Regions from separate parts of the Mus musculus genome. Here region 2 is linked to region 1. The links are chromatin contacts, called in public promoter capture Hi-C maps. All regions are on one chromosome and are shown on one strand. Each heading gives the region's core, a stretch centred on a gene start, on an enhancer-like site or on the middle of the called end of the contact. The rest is flanking DNA. Distances are from core to core; before and after follow the strand shown.

Region 1 (7,296 bases), core at 3,320-5,819:
CACAGATCACCGAGTGCAAGGGGTGAAGCAAATCTGAGTTTTATAATCCAGTCTGCTACAAAATTCTCAAAACTGGCGATACAAGCTAAATGGTTTATTATGATAAAAGGCTGGGCTGTTGAAAGAGAAGCCTGGCCATCTTTCACCCTCTTTAGGTTTATCTAATCAAAATCTTTTCACCACACACTTCAAAGAAACCACAGTGAGTAACACAGCGTCTGAGATTTACACTATTCCCACCCACCACTGGGTAGCACCTAATGTAATGTGTTCAGAGTGTGATTGGAAGAGAAACGTAAGCTCAGTAGGATGAAAAAGATAGACTTGGCTTTAATTGAAAAGGACAAACTAAATAAATAATGAGGATATAAAACCTAGCCTGTGCCACTTTTATCACCCATATATGACACTTAATATTCAATTTATGGGCAACAACTGAACTGTGTTTCAAACCACCAGAGCCTTTCCCTCCTCTTGTGTCCTTACCTTCTCTCTACAAGCACTTCAAGGCGAGAATCAGCAGAGATAAACATAGTCGGAAAGTTCATTTTTTAGTACAGTTAGATGTTTTGAAAGAAACTAATGCTGATTAAGATTACATTAACAATTTAAAATGCACATACTTTCAAGAGCCTTACTTAGTAATCCAAGGAAAAATACTTTCACTGGAAAGCCATGCTAACATAGCCCCCAACAAGAAAAGAAGGTGTTTTACCCTTAAGTAAATAGATAAGTAATTTTCCTAATGCTACTTCTTCATTTACAGATACTATTTGACCCAGACAAAATCTCTATAACATCTGGACCCTTGATTTGCAAATGCATATCCGTATTTGTAGAAGGAAGGCTCTTAGAGGTGCCGTAGGTTGATCTCACTTCCAGACCCAATGTTCTCTTATCGACTTGATCCTCATTAGTTGCTGCTGCCAAAATAGGGAGGCTTGTCCTGGCTCTGTGATAATCCAGGTACTTAGAAGAAGGTGGCTACTGGTGACTCAGTAGGTGGCACTCTTCCCTTTGCATACTCAGCCAGGGCTCCAGGAGGAAGCTATGAACACCAGATATACCATAAATAATTCTTACAAGGAAAATAAAGCTAAAGTGGTGACCAAATTATAAACAGGAATTGGAAAGGTGAGAAACAAGCCATAGTGCACTTGGCATTGAAAAACCCTACCTTGGTTTCAACTGAATTGCATTCTTTATCAAATGCCCCAAACAGTGTGATCTATTACACTGTGTGAAGGAGGTGAAAGGAAAAAAAAAAAAATGTCCTGGAAATCCCCAGTAGGGGGAAAAGGCAATATTTCTAACCAAAACTGCCATCTGAACAAATCTCAAGGTCACCTTGCTAAAACCATATAGTCACTTTCTTATGGCTTGTTCAATTTGGTTTTAATTTTTCAGTGCCCCAACGGTTATTTTCTTCTAACAGTGGTTTCATTTTCTAATTTATTAAAAAGGTAACACTTCCCGCTTAAAATCTGTTGATATGATATGAATGGATGAAAATGAGTGCAAATATCTGATTGCGAACTCCTAGCAGCCCCGTCCTTCCAGGGTGATTAGACCAGCAAGCGCTGCAGGCAGCAGGCAGCACTCCCAGGGCTGTTCACCTTCTGCCTGCCAGAGGAGCGCCCACATAAATCAAGGCCATGCTTGCTATTAGTTCTAGTCAAAATATTTGGGTATAAGGTAAGATTAAATGGCCAAGGCTTGGGGCTATCCTTTGGTTTGAATTATCCAGGATAAACCTGTTCTTTCATTGTTTGAGAGTGGGGGGTGTCAAAGGTTGATTCAACAAAATTTTATATAAACTGTACTAAAAAGGAATAATTTAACATTTATTTTTTAAAAAAATAAAGGCATTTAATTTTTAGTACATTGATTCCATAAAAAATATAACTGTTCAAACTATTATACTGTCATTCTTTCAAGGATATTACTAACTAAGAGTTGGGAGTAGTAACTTTATTTTTGCATTTCCATTCAGTTACTTTTTTAAAGGAAAGGCATGAAAAGAGGACAAATATTGAAATGGTAGTGAAAAGCTACTGTAATCAAAAAGCCAAACAATGACAAAGAAAAATCATGATTACAAAAAACCATAAATTTGAGCACCTATCTCAGCAAACACTTGTGTGGCATCTGATGATTTACATGACGAGCATAGGAAACATAAAGTGAGATTATTTTCTTTCTTGTAAAAGCAAAGGACTTGAAACTCCTGTAAAGGTTGGTTTCTAACTAATTCACACTGTGCCATGCATTTTAAGAGCCTTGACTGCTTACAGCTACCAGGATCCATATCTCTTCTTCAATTTAAAAAAGAACGCACTATCTTTATATCTATATACCATAGAGCTATGACAGCAATACCTCTAAAATCCAAGTCAATGCAATCACTTTGTTATAACTTTATACTTCTAAATTGTACCATGCACTTTCTCCCAAGAACACCTGAGTGATGGACTTGCCGTCATCCTGCCTCCCCAGAAGATTCAAGGGACAAGTGACTACTGAGAGCCTCTAAGGATGTTAATTACACAAAAAATCTTAACAACTTTCTTTGAAAGCTTGTTTAACGTTGTTTTAAGCCATGAAGACTAGCTCACTTTCCTCTATTCCTTTACCATAGATCACACCCACGAGCTAAAAACATCTCCTAAGAATAAAATGTAAAGCTAACTTGTAATCTGCAAAGTTATTATTTTGATATTTGTTTCTAATCCCTCATGTATTTTAGAAAAAACTAATTTCAAACATTATGCTAGTCCAACCTCTAATTTAAAAGATGGCAGAACTACACAGGAAGTTAGGATTAGCAGGTAAATGTATAATCCTGCTCTCTTTACAGGATACAGGAGAGAGCGAAAACAGTCTGTAATCTGTGAGGGTCAGTGGGTGACGGCTGTTGTAGTCATACAACATAGGATGTTGGAAGAGTGACTGTGGGTCCAAGCTTTAGAAGCAAAACCGGGTTGTTATTTTTTTTAATTACAAATATGGACAACCTAAAAACGATGACATTTCTGGAACAAAACATTTTTCTGATCTAATTATTAAGATATTTTTCTAAACATGCAATTCCTGCATTGCCCCTCCCGCCACCCCATAAAATGTTAACTGTAATGAGACCAAACTGGTACTCCTCTAAGCTCTCATATAAGAAACTAAAACATTTCCTTAAATCAGCATCGACAGTTCTTTCATCATTTCTCTTAGTGCTATCCATGAATGATGAGAAGCATTTCTCAGAGTGACATAGCACACCCTCACCCTGCATCATGTTCATACAAACACAAGTCTCCATCCACACATAATGCAAACAACCCAACAGCTTAACAAGGTATTCTATGATGCTTGGTCTCATACTGTTGCAACTGTAACTTACTAGTTCAAATGTACCTTTTAGAGGACATTGTTTTTAACGATTAAAACACACAGTTAACAGCACAGGCATCTAAGCGAAACTTTTTAATCCATGATCTATATTGAAAGGAATGTTTTAGAGACAACCAAACTAAAATTATTCCATTTCCAGATGTTAGCATCTACAAGACAAAGTATATGGTGGTATCTAAGACCATCAGGATAGGTGAGACTTGTGATACTCTAAAAAGATGTATTTTTTATTTTGTGCAGAACTATCGAGCTTTTCTTGATGCTTAGTGGAACTACACACCTCCAGACATTACTGACCTAACTGAGGAACTGAGGAACCGCATTTCAACTCCTACAAGTAAGTTCCTATAAATGGGAATGTAAAACCAAAAAGGGGAAGATGAGGTTGCAAAGATGAAGTTCCTTGATCACATGATACAGGAAGTAGGAGTTTTAACACAGCCTTCCTTTTTCACTTTTAATAGTTACTGAGGCTTTAGAAATAGTGGCTATTTGAAAATCGGGCACCCTTCAAAACTATAAACATGTTTGGCCTGACTGTTCAAGAAAATGGGGGTGGGGTTGGAAATAGTGCCTTTTGGCCTCCTAACTCCCAACACCTGCGGCCCTGCAGATGCACCTGCATCCTTACTGGCCAGGCCACCCAGGCAGGACCTAGTGCTTGGACTTCTGCTTTCGCAGTTCTCAAACATGCATTCATCAACATTTGCTGTCCATCTCCCGCCCTCACATTCCGGTCTTCATGAAACGCATAACTGTCCGGCTGTCCAGGGAGGATCAGCACATTTCAGCATACACGCCCACTCCCTTCTAGTCCCGACATCCCAGTCCCCCTATACGGCCCGCCCCCCACCGTCCGCATAGGGTGAGGGCTAAGCGCTTCTGTCCCTGTCGGCTCGCCGTCCCCGCGCCCCCGCCCCTAGCGTCACCGCCCCCTTCCCGCTCTTTACCTGCCAACAGGTTCCTAATTTCCTCAGGGAGAGGGCCGGGAGAAGAGGTACAGCTGGGGTTGGGCATGATAATGGCTTGGACCTAGACTCGCAATAGCGGTCCGAGTAAGCACCGAGAGGCTACGACTCCGGACACGGCCCGTCCGAGACTGCCAACAAGGAAGTCACTAGCTCTCCAGCCAGCGGTCGCTGGACGCCGGGCCCTGCCCCCTCCCCGCCCGGGAGAATTGGGCGGGGCTATGGGTGAAGGGGCGGGGAGACCGGCCTTAAAACCTGACTGCGCTTGCGTAGACCTTGCTTTCTGACTGTCCGAAGAAAGCGCCTCCGGGTAGACCACGCCCACACACAGCCGGGAAGGCCACGCCCATACGCGGAAGCGAGCAGGAGGCGAGGCCTCCGAAGGAAGGGAGCGAATTGGAGCTGTGTCACCTGACCGGCCCTTGAAGCTCGTCCGCGCCATTTTCGTTACTGGTATGTCAGCCACACCTCTCTTTCTCCAGGATTCCGGAAAATAAAGCCTCCGCAAGGCTTACGCACTTTCCCTTTAAGGGGTCATCTAAATACTGGTCTTTTCCACCAAGGTTTAAACCCCCGTCTGGTAACCCACCAAGAAGTTTCTACCATTACCCCCCAACTAGCATGGCTTTCTTTGTCCCACTAGATGAAGGTAACGGAGTCCCATTTTCCGCCAATCCTTCCTGAGAGTCTTAGTCCTAAAACGGCGGAGCGTTCTGATTGGCGCTGACATTACTTTCCTACTTATTCTTGGTGTGGTTGATTTCTCTCGCTCTGACGGAATTAGTTCTAGATAATATCCTTTTAGGGTCAGGCACCTGAAATGTGCCAGAAAGCCACCTGTACCGTTGCCCGCTCTAAGTATTTTTTAATTGCAAATAGTGGTTAGAACAGGGAAAATATAAAATTTACTTCAATCTAGTCAGCAAAGGTTGAGTCTTTCAATATTACACGTTTACACTTAAAATCCAAAAAGTTCTGGGTCCTTTAGTCTTTAAAATGGGTGGTGTGTGTGTGTGTGTGTGTGTGTAGAAATGATAATTACATTCAAGTGCCATCAACCTTTACAATCCATTAAAACCTACTGTGTAGACATATTTGTCATGTAGATGACGCTACCAGAGCTACTTAAATACAAAAGAGGATGATACGAGTCTTCAGAGAGGAACTGACAAGGGAAAACATTTTGAATGTAAAGTGTGTATTTAGTTAAAAATATGCTTGGAAAGGTGGCTAATGATACACATCAAGTTGCACCTTCCACTTTCCTTTGCCAGGCACATCATTTTCAAAATGACATCTGAATATCACCTACCTACATTGGTAGAAACAAACAGTGGTTTGTTTGTTCTTATTTCTCCTAAGTTGTGCTCAGAATGTTGTGTCAAAGCTCCAATCAGGAGTATGTTTGTAGGAGGCACAGTATGGTGTGGGGGAAGGGGGTGTCTCTGTGAGACATGCTGAGATACCAGCACAGGAAAGTATAGTATAGAATATTTTGGGCATGGGGAGGGGAATTGAGTGGAGACAGAGAAAAGCAGAGAGAGGGGGAGAGGAGGGGAGAAGACAGGAGAGGAAAGGAGAGGAGAGGAGAGGAGAGGAGAGGAGAGGAGAGGAGAGGGGAGGGGAGGGGAGGGGAGGAGAGGCAGGCAATAAGCATGTGGAGAGCACAGGGAGGGGCATGGAGAGAGAGGGTAAGGAGCAGGAGCAATAGAAGAGAAGGGAGCAAGAGAGAGAGGGAGAGAGAAGGGGGGCAAGCAGCCCCTTTTATAGTGAGTCAGGCACACCTGACTGTTGCCAGCTAACTGTGAGGCGGAGCCTAGACTAAATGCCAACACATGTACCCTGCAGCTTTCTCCTCCTCCTTCTTCTTCTTGTTCTTCTCCCTCTCCCCCTCTTCCTCTTCCTCTTCTTCTCCATTTATCTATTTATTGTTTTGTTTTCAAGACAGGGTCTCTCTGTCTTAGAACTCACTAGACCAGGCTGTCCTTGAACTCACAGAGCACCACCTGCTTTTACCTCAATGAGTGCTGAGATTAAAGGCATGTGCCACTATCCCAGCTTTTTTTTCCCCTCCAGCTTTCTTTAGACCAATGTTCTTTATACTTTAGTCGGCCTTAGAATCACAGAGAGAAGCTACTAAAATGTGGAGCCTAAAGTCCTACCAAAGAAATTCGGATTAAATGGAAAACAGCATTTAATTTAATTTTGGTTTTGAGAACTATATTACTACTGTTTCCTAACTCTTAACAAAGTAAAATTTGTAATAAGTGTCATCTTCAACTAGAATAAAATAGTTCTATTAATATTTCATCAAAAAGTGTCAGGGCTGGGGGACAGCACAGAGCATCAGAGCATGTGCTTAGCATGTACAGTTAGCAGTACCAAGTGAGTACATACCTGTGTTTTTCAGATTGTACTATGACATTTATGTCATTCTCAAAGAGATGATATAAAACATTGATTTTAAAAAGGAAAATTGAAATCTATAGGTACCTATATCTTACAAAACAGCAAAAACAAAAGCTTAATAAGTAAAACATGCATAATGATAACAAAAAAGACATCTCCAAAGTGTCTGTTTAATCAAAATGGAATCCAAAGTCCCTACCCAGATGAGCAATGTGATAAGTTATTAGAAAAAAAAAAGAGTGCTGAAAATTAGAATTCTCTCTTGTGGAGTTAAAAATGAATTTCATTCTTCCGACTTGAAAGAATTAAGAACTGTTAATAAACTACAAGCTAATCCACTTTTCTAAATAAGAAACTATTGCATAGGCAGTCTGTGTTAGGAAGGATTATCCCTTCCTTTAGTCTTGTCCTACAGAATGTTCTGTCTTCTCACATGTTTTATTAAGAGGCTCTAAATGTTTCAATACTTTGTTGCCTTCAGAAAGAACTGACTACATTTATTTTTATTCTTCTG
Region 2 (7,296 bases), core at 3,124-5,623, 110 kb after region 1:
CAGAAGATGACCGTGAGGATTAAATTAGACACTCTCGCACGCGCACACACACATACACAGAGAGAGGGAGAGAGGAAGAGAGAGAGAGGGGGGGGGGAGAAGAAGAAGAAGAAGAAGAAGGAAGAAGAAGAAGAAGAAGAAGAAGAAGAAGAAGAAGAAGAAGAAAAAGAGGAGGAGGAGGAGGAGGAGGAGGAGGAGGAGGAGGAGAAAGAACGAAGAGGAGGAGGAGAGAGAGAGAGAGATCACAGCTAGCTTTTGGCTCATCACAAGCAGCTTTCTACTTTATTTCTCTTTGACTCTTGTTTGTTGTTTGTTTTAGTTACTCCCCACCCCCACCCCAGTCTGACCTTTCTTCCACCCTTAGGGTTTTAGAGTTTTTCCCCTTTCCTTTCTTCTCTCCACCTTTCTTTTAAAAATGAGAATGAAACCTAAAATAATCCCAGAGTTTATTAGACAAAGTTGCCCTAAAGAAAGACACTCACACAGGAAATGGAACCTGTGGTGTTTGCTAGGAAAACGCAGAATTAAAAACATCAGCGTGAAAGTCGATCTTCACAGCCGCCCTCGGAGACCATCAGGACAAGAAAGGACAAATGAGGTTCAAAGGGGGTGGCCTGAAGCTGCACTGCCTGCTAGCAGGCACTCAACATGCTTTGTTAGTGTGGCTATTATGCTCCCCAGATTCCAGAATGTTCTGTGCCACCAAGAGTGTAAACAGAAGGAAATACCCCTCTGTCTCATGCACCTTGATGATCACGCTACTTAAAGCTATCATGTAGTAGAAAGGAACAGAGGATTCCTAAGTGTGGATGGCTAGAACTTGAGCAGACCACTTAAGCGACACTGAGCCAATCTTCTCATTCCGGAATTTGTGAATAGTTTTCTACCACTAGATTGTAAAGGGTTAAATGAGAGAACAGGCTAGAAAAGTACTTTGTAAACTGTAAAGTTCCATTCCAGGTATGGGGTAGAGGAGATGTTATCTGGTTTAGCAGTGGAGTGCAAGATCAAACGTAGGTTAGAGGTGTGTGGGGGGAGGGGTGTTAAAAAAAGAAACTTAAAAGACCTCCCAGGGAGAGTAGCGAAGTTACAAACTTCCACACTGTTTCCCCTGCAGGGAACACTCACCCGGGCACAAAGGCAGACCCCATGGGTCAATCCCACCTTGAACAAATGTACGCCTTTCCATTTGCTACAGCTGTCTGGTGGTCAGAGGTGAAGAGCAGACCAGACAGCTGGCAAGACATGAAACAACGAGATGTAGGTATCACCTTAAAAAAAAAAAAAAAAAAGCACCTGTGGGAAATAGTGTGCGATCGAAAAGCAGCAGCAAGTGCTTGGGGCATTTCAGCTGGAAAGTGAGACAGAGGCAGACCCAAGACAGATGCAACCCACACCCTCCATCTGCAATCAGAGTGCCTCACATGTCAGAAAGCAAGTTGTCCTCCCTCAGGGCAATCTTGAAGGCTGTCAATGTTCTAGCCATGAGAAAACAAAAAATCTATATAGGACATTCCAACATGTGGAGGCCTGATAGGGCTGAAAGGCTCTATGGGAGTCTAACTAGCGCATGCTTCTCACTTGGTGGACTGGGGATGGCGGGTGGGCTTGCTTCACTGGGGAGGGGAGAGCGGTGTCTGAACCTGCCTGGGGACCGGCCACTGCTTCTGATCTAAGCCAGCAGAGCTGGGCAAACAACCTGGGTTCAAACCCAATTGCTTCAATAGCTACATTGCTTAACTGCAGTGGCTGACATGACTACCCTCCCACAGCTTCAGTTTCCTGGTCTGTAAAACAGGGGTGGGTGAGTAACAGCACTTTCCTCTGCGATGGTGCATGGCTCAGACTAAGTGATACCTGATAAGGCAATTAGGAAGTGCCTGGCACCAAAGCAGCTGTCAATAAGCATTGGCTATTACAGGACTGTTTCAGAAGGGAAGCTCGTTAGCTCATCTGGTTCCTAAGGTCCAGAGCTGTGTGAAAACAACTAAAATCTGCCCTGTACCGGCAAGCATACCAACGGACCTTACACACTCACAAACGTCTAAGAGACATTTCAAATGCTTCTGTGATTTTTTCCCCCACATTGGGGTGTTGTACCACGACAGGAATGTATAGGTCAAAGGACAACTTGCAAAAAAAAAAAAAAAAAAAAAAAAAAAAGTTTGTTCTTTCCCCCATGTAGGTCCCAGGAAGATTAAACTCAGGTCGTTGGGCCCATACCCACTGAGCCATCTGGTCAGCCTTCAAACTTTATGAACTAATTTAGATAAATCAGACGTGCATGCAGAAAGGCAGTGAATCTTGTGACTAAATATTCATATCAGAGCTGTAGTTAGCTCCAGCTGTGTCTCTCACATGCTAGGACACCTGGAACGAGTCACAGCTTTGTGTCTCTGTTCCACATCTATGAACAGAGAAGAATAAAATATCTAACAGTAAAGTAGAGACGAAGTAAGACAATGTATGTGTGGGCACAGGTTTCCATTCAGTCCTTGGCAAGTGAACAGTGCTTAATAGTTGGTTGCTATTATTACTTCATTCACTTGAAAAGCAATAGTCAGAAGAATATTTATTATTAAACTCAAGTGTTTAACCACTAAATTTGTGGTGTGTGTGTGTGTGTGTGTGTGTGTGTGTGTGTGTGGAGACATGTGTGTAGCCTGTGCACACGATGGAGATCAATGTTGTTCTTCTCTAACCCTCCCTACCATATTCCTTTGAGTCAGGGTCTCTCACTGAACCTAGTTAGCCAGCAGCCAGCAAGCCCCTTTAACCCATGTGTCTCTGCCTCCCGTACTGCTGTGGTCACAAGCGCGTGGACATGGATATTTACTTGGGTGCTTGGTGTACAAACTCGGGGCCTCATGCTTATACAGCACTCTTAAACACTGACCCACCTCTCCAGAGCCTCTTTTTATCTTAAACAATAGTGGAGATGGATCTTAGGGAGACAAGTGCTGTACCCTTCAGCTATATCCCCAGCCCCTATTCATTCGAAAGAAGGAGAGAGGGAGGGAGAGACTGAGGAAGGAAGGAAGAAAGGAAGGAAGGAAGGAACGAAGGAACGAAAGAAAAGAAAAGAAAAGAAAAGAAAAGAAAAGAAAAGAAAAGAAAAAAGAAAAGAAAAGAAACATGTCCTAAGCAGGGCTGGAGAGATGCCTCAATGGTTAAGAATGTGTTGTGCACTTTCCAGCCAGCACGGAGCCATGGGCACCTCTCAGGACAACTGGCACAAGCACTGCAAGATGGTGTGTGTGTGTGTGTGTGTGTGTGTGTGTGTGTGTAAGAGGAAACGCTACCACAGGAAGCGGAAGTATGAACTGGGACAGCCTGGGGCCAGCACTAACATCGACCCTCACACATTCCATGTTTGAGGAGGCAATAAGAAGTACCATGCCCTGAGATTGGATGTGGGTAACTTTTCCTGGCCCCTGAGTGTTGTACTCGAAAAACAAGGATCATTGATGTTGTCTACAAAGCATCTAATAATGAGCTTGTCTGCACCAAGACCCTGACAAAGAACAGCATCGTGCTTATTGACACCACACCATACTGGCAGCGGTTCGAGTCCCACTATGCACTGCCCCTGGGCCAACAAAGAAGGGGGCCAATCTGACTCCTGAGGAGGAAGAGATTTTAAACAAAAACCGATCAAAGAATACTCAAAAGAAATATGACGAAAGGAAAAAGAATGCCAAAGTCAGCAGCCTCCTGGAGGAGCAGTCACAACACAGCAAGCTTCTTGTCTGCGTTGCCTCAAGACCAGGCCAGTGTGGCAGAGCAGACGGCTATGTGCTCGGAAGGCAAGGAGCTGGAGTTCTATCTGCGGAAGATCAAAGCCCGGAAAGGCAAATAAACCATTATTCACAGCTCGTGTAATAAAGGTGTTTGCTGTTCTATATTAAAAAAAGAAATGTTGCTCTTACAGAGGACCAGAGTGGCTTACAAGTATCTTTGTCCTTTTTCTGTCCTCCACATTCACTTGCACACATCCACACACAGATACCCACCATAATTAAAAATAAAATAAATTTCTTTCCAAGTTCCCGAATGTGTACTACTTGCCAGACCCTTGAACACAGCCCTCTGTGTGCAGACAAAGCATCAGCTTTTGTCAGCTATGGCTATTGAACTCGGGAGTTTACTCTGCCAAGACTCAGCATTTCATTATTACCCACATTTATTAAAATATCTACATGATCTGACTGCAATCAGACTAAGTCAGGTAACAGCAACAGAAAAAAAAAAAAAAAAGAAAAGAAAAGAAAGCCTGTCACTTTAAGAATTTGTAACGTTGGTCCCATTAGCATTCCTCTCTGGTTTTATGCACTTGGTCTGTGCTGTGGGATGTAGCATAAATTATCTGCCTTCAGCAAAACGAACAGCTGAAATGCAGGATGGCCTGACAGTGCTTGTTAGACCATTAGCTACTGTGAGTGCTCACTGCGGACTGACTGCCTTTCAGCTGTCTCAAGAAGCCTTTAAGTGATTCAAAACCTAGAAGTCCAGTAACCCAGTATCCAAACCAGTCCAGTACTCAACAGCATGAGAGTTAGGGTTTAATTAATAAACAGCCCTCCAATGGTTATTTTAATGTAAAATATCACCACATTCCAACGTCTTTTGTATTAGTAAAAAGCCAGCCACAGTGAAAAAAAGTGAAGCAATGTTTTGGTAAAATCCTTTTAACAGATCTCTCTCTCTCTCTCTCTCTGTCTTCCCTCTGTATGTGTTAGCATGCAAGACATATATGTATATACATATGTATATATATGTGATATATATATGTATATATATGTGAGATATATATATATATATATATATAAAATAAAGTACTCAGTGTTTATTAACTGACCAATGGCAAGAATGCCACAGCAAACTCAGTGTATCCTTTATTGTGCCCGTTGATCTGGACATTCCTGTTGCCAGGATCTTTGCCTTCTACAAAATAGGTAGTATTTTTCTTTAATTTTTAAAAAGTGTATTCATGTGTGGATGTTTTGCTTGCATGTCTGTCTGTCTGTACACCAAATGCACGCCTGGTGCCTGTGGCGGTCATAAGAGTGGGTTGGATCCAGTACTAGAATTACAGTTGTGAACTGCATGTGGGTGCGGGGATTCCGGGCCCAGGTCCTCTGGAAGATCAGACTGGGTTTTTAATTTCGAGGCATCTCTCCAGCCTTTGGTAGTGTTTTTCTTTGCCCCACGTCACAGAGAAGATCTTTTGAAAGGCTTCTTTGAAACATTTCAAGCTAGCTACATCTCAAGACTCAGATCCTCTATGCAAATGATGCTTTGTTCACCAAGCCCACAGCCCTTCAAAGTAATGTTATGTTGAGAAATTCACTTTTTGTTGATGGTTTTTGCAATCAGTTCAATAACTGACTCACTTCAGGTTTGGGCGCTGTGCAGTGTCTAGTTCCCCAGTGCCCAGAGTGCCACCTGAAATGCTGCTGGACTTAACAGAGGTACCCTGAAGAGCTGGAGAACATGAAGAAGATGCAAACCTCCCAATCTTTGGCTTCACACCACTGTTCCTCGCACCACTGGACCAATGCCAGTTGGGTTCTTTAGGAACATAGAACTGGCTGGATTTGCTTACCACCCCAGCCACTTGAATCTCAGTTCTGGCTCTGGGTGTGTGATCCAGTGGTAGAACATCTGCCTGGGATGTACGCAACCCTGGATCTGAGCCCCAGCACCACAAAGACCATAAGTCCCAACTGCACACATCTGCCTATGTTTCTGGTGGCAGTGCTTGCTTTTCAGGGATTTTAAATAAATTTATTTGACAGGCACTTGATCTTCAGCTCTGAGAAACTCCCTCCCGTTCTCTCTTTCTTTCCAGCCCTTTCCATGTTCCAGTAGTAAAAAAGGTAAGAACATTTCTAAAACACAAAAACATTTAAGAGCTGGAGAGACGGCTCAGCTGTTAATAGAATGTACTGCTCTTATGGAGGAATTGAGTTCAGATTTCAACATCCAGGTTAGGTGGCTCACAATCACTGTAGCTCTAGCTGCAGGGGGCATCTGAAACCTCTGGGTTCTCTCTGCTCCTGCATTTTCATCCATCTGTACACACACACACACACACACACACACACACTTGATTACACACTCACACACACACTTGATTAAAGCATAAAATAAATCTTTAAAAAAAAAACCTGTTCATTTAGCTAAACCTTATCCTTCATATATCTCTCTCAACCCCACGTACTTTGCTTGCTCGATCTGAAACAGCTGGCCAAACTGTCTGTCATGTACCACTGGTCTTCCATGCCTGGGAGAACCCTTTTCAGCCCTGCACAGCTCAGTTCAGACACTGACATCCCTATGTCCTCACCCCCACATAGCTCTCGCCCCCAGATGTTTTCACAAGAGCTTGGAAAGAAGTGCAAGCACCCAGAGAAACCTGAGCACCAATTCATCACCCTCCTGGATCTTCCAGGTCTCCTTGCCCTTCCTGCAGGGGCTGACTTTATCTCTTCAACTCAGTTCTGAGTTCTTTGTCACACACACTGTTTTTCCCTCTCTGTGCCTGTGTCTCTGTCTTGCACTCTGTCTCTGTGTCTCTGCCTCTGCCTCTCTATGTCTCTAACTCTCACTCTGTCTATGTGTGTGTCTCTTTGCCCCCCCCCCCTTTAGGATCTGTGTTTTCTGGCTGCCTGGCTGGTCTGGAACTTGCTATGCAGACCAGGCTGGTCTTGAACTTATAAAGATCTTCCTGCCTCTTTCTTCTGAGTGTTGGTATTATAGGCATGCACCACCATGCCTGCTACTGGTCTATGCTCTCGTAACGATCAGGTAAGTGACTCTGTTTAATGCAGTCACAGTTTATGTGCTTAACAAGAGTTTAACACTCTAGCAAATAAGACAATAAATATTAAAAGACTTGTATGTGGATGGGTGCTCATATGTGTGTGGGTGTGTGCATTTGTGTGTACACACCAGAGGCCAACCTTGAGTTCTGTTCTTAGATACTATTTACCTTGTTTTATAAAATGGTATTTCTCACATGCCTGGAACTAGTCAAATAAACTAGACTGGCTGGCCAGTGAGCCCCAGGATCCACCTGTCTCTACCCTGGCTTTTTTTTTTTTCCGAGACAGGGTTTCTCTGTATAGCTCTGACTGTCCTGGAACTCACTTTGTAGACCAGGTTGGACTCGAACTCAGAAATCCACCTGCCTCTGCCTCCTGAGTGCTGGGATTAAAGGTGTGTGCCACCACTCCTGGCTTACCCTGGCTTTCCTATTATTATAGCATGTCCCACCCAAAACCAAGCTCAACT

The links. Promoter capture Hi-C pulls out the DNA fragments that hold promoters and counts their contacts.
Region 2: a promoter capture Hi-C map of neural stem cells shows a contact between it and region 1. The contact joins the enhancer-like site here to the promoter of Skap2 in region 1. A contact is called at or near these places in 4 of 39 promoter capture datasets (the 3T3-L1 cell line, macrophages and neural stem cells), 1 of 15 datasets of contacts at CTCF or cohesin (the NIH/3T3 cell line), 5 of 484 Hi-C or Micro-C datasets (CD4 T cells, double positive thymocytes, nephron progenitors and 2 more), 13 of 115 datasets of contacts at active chromatin or transcription factors (bone marrow-derived macrophages, embryonic basal ganglia, embryonic forebrain and 8 more) and 2 of 9 other capture datasets (adipose tissue and embryonic stem cells).

Annotation. Positions count from the first base shown.
Region 1 is chr6:52,007,980-52,015,275 of GRCm38.p6, forward strand. It overlaps Skap2 (src family associated phosphoprotein 2), which reads right to left and starts at 4,570. Exons shown (of 13, transcript NM_018773.2): 1 at 4,356-4,570. The coding sequence starts at 4,422.
Region 2 is chr6:52,115,033-52,122,328 of GRCm38.p6, forward strand. It overlaps the pseudogene Rps8-ps3. Among named protein-coding and RNA genes, the nearest start is that of Halr1, 16 kb to the left of the region's middle. Within about 2 kb of position 4,374, at least 32 of the 459 cell types and tissues checked have an H3K27ac peak or open chromatin away from gene starts, as enhancers often do. A contact at or near this core is called in embryonic basal ganglia, neural progenitor cells, neural stem cells and 2 more, where this site is marked.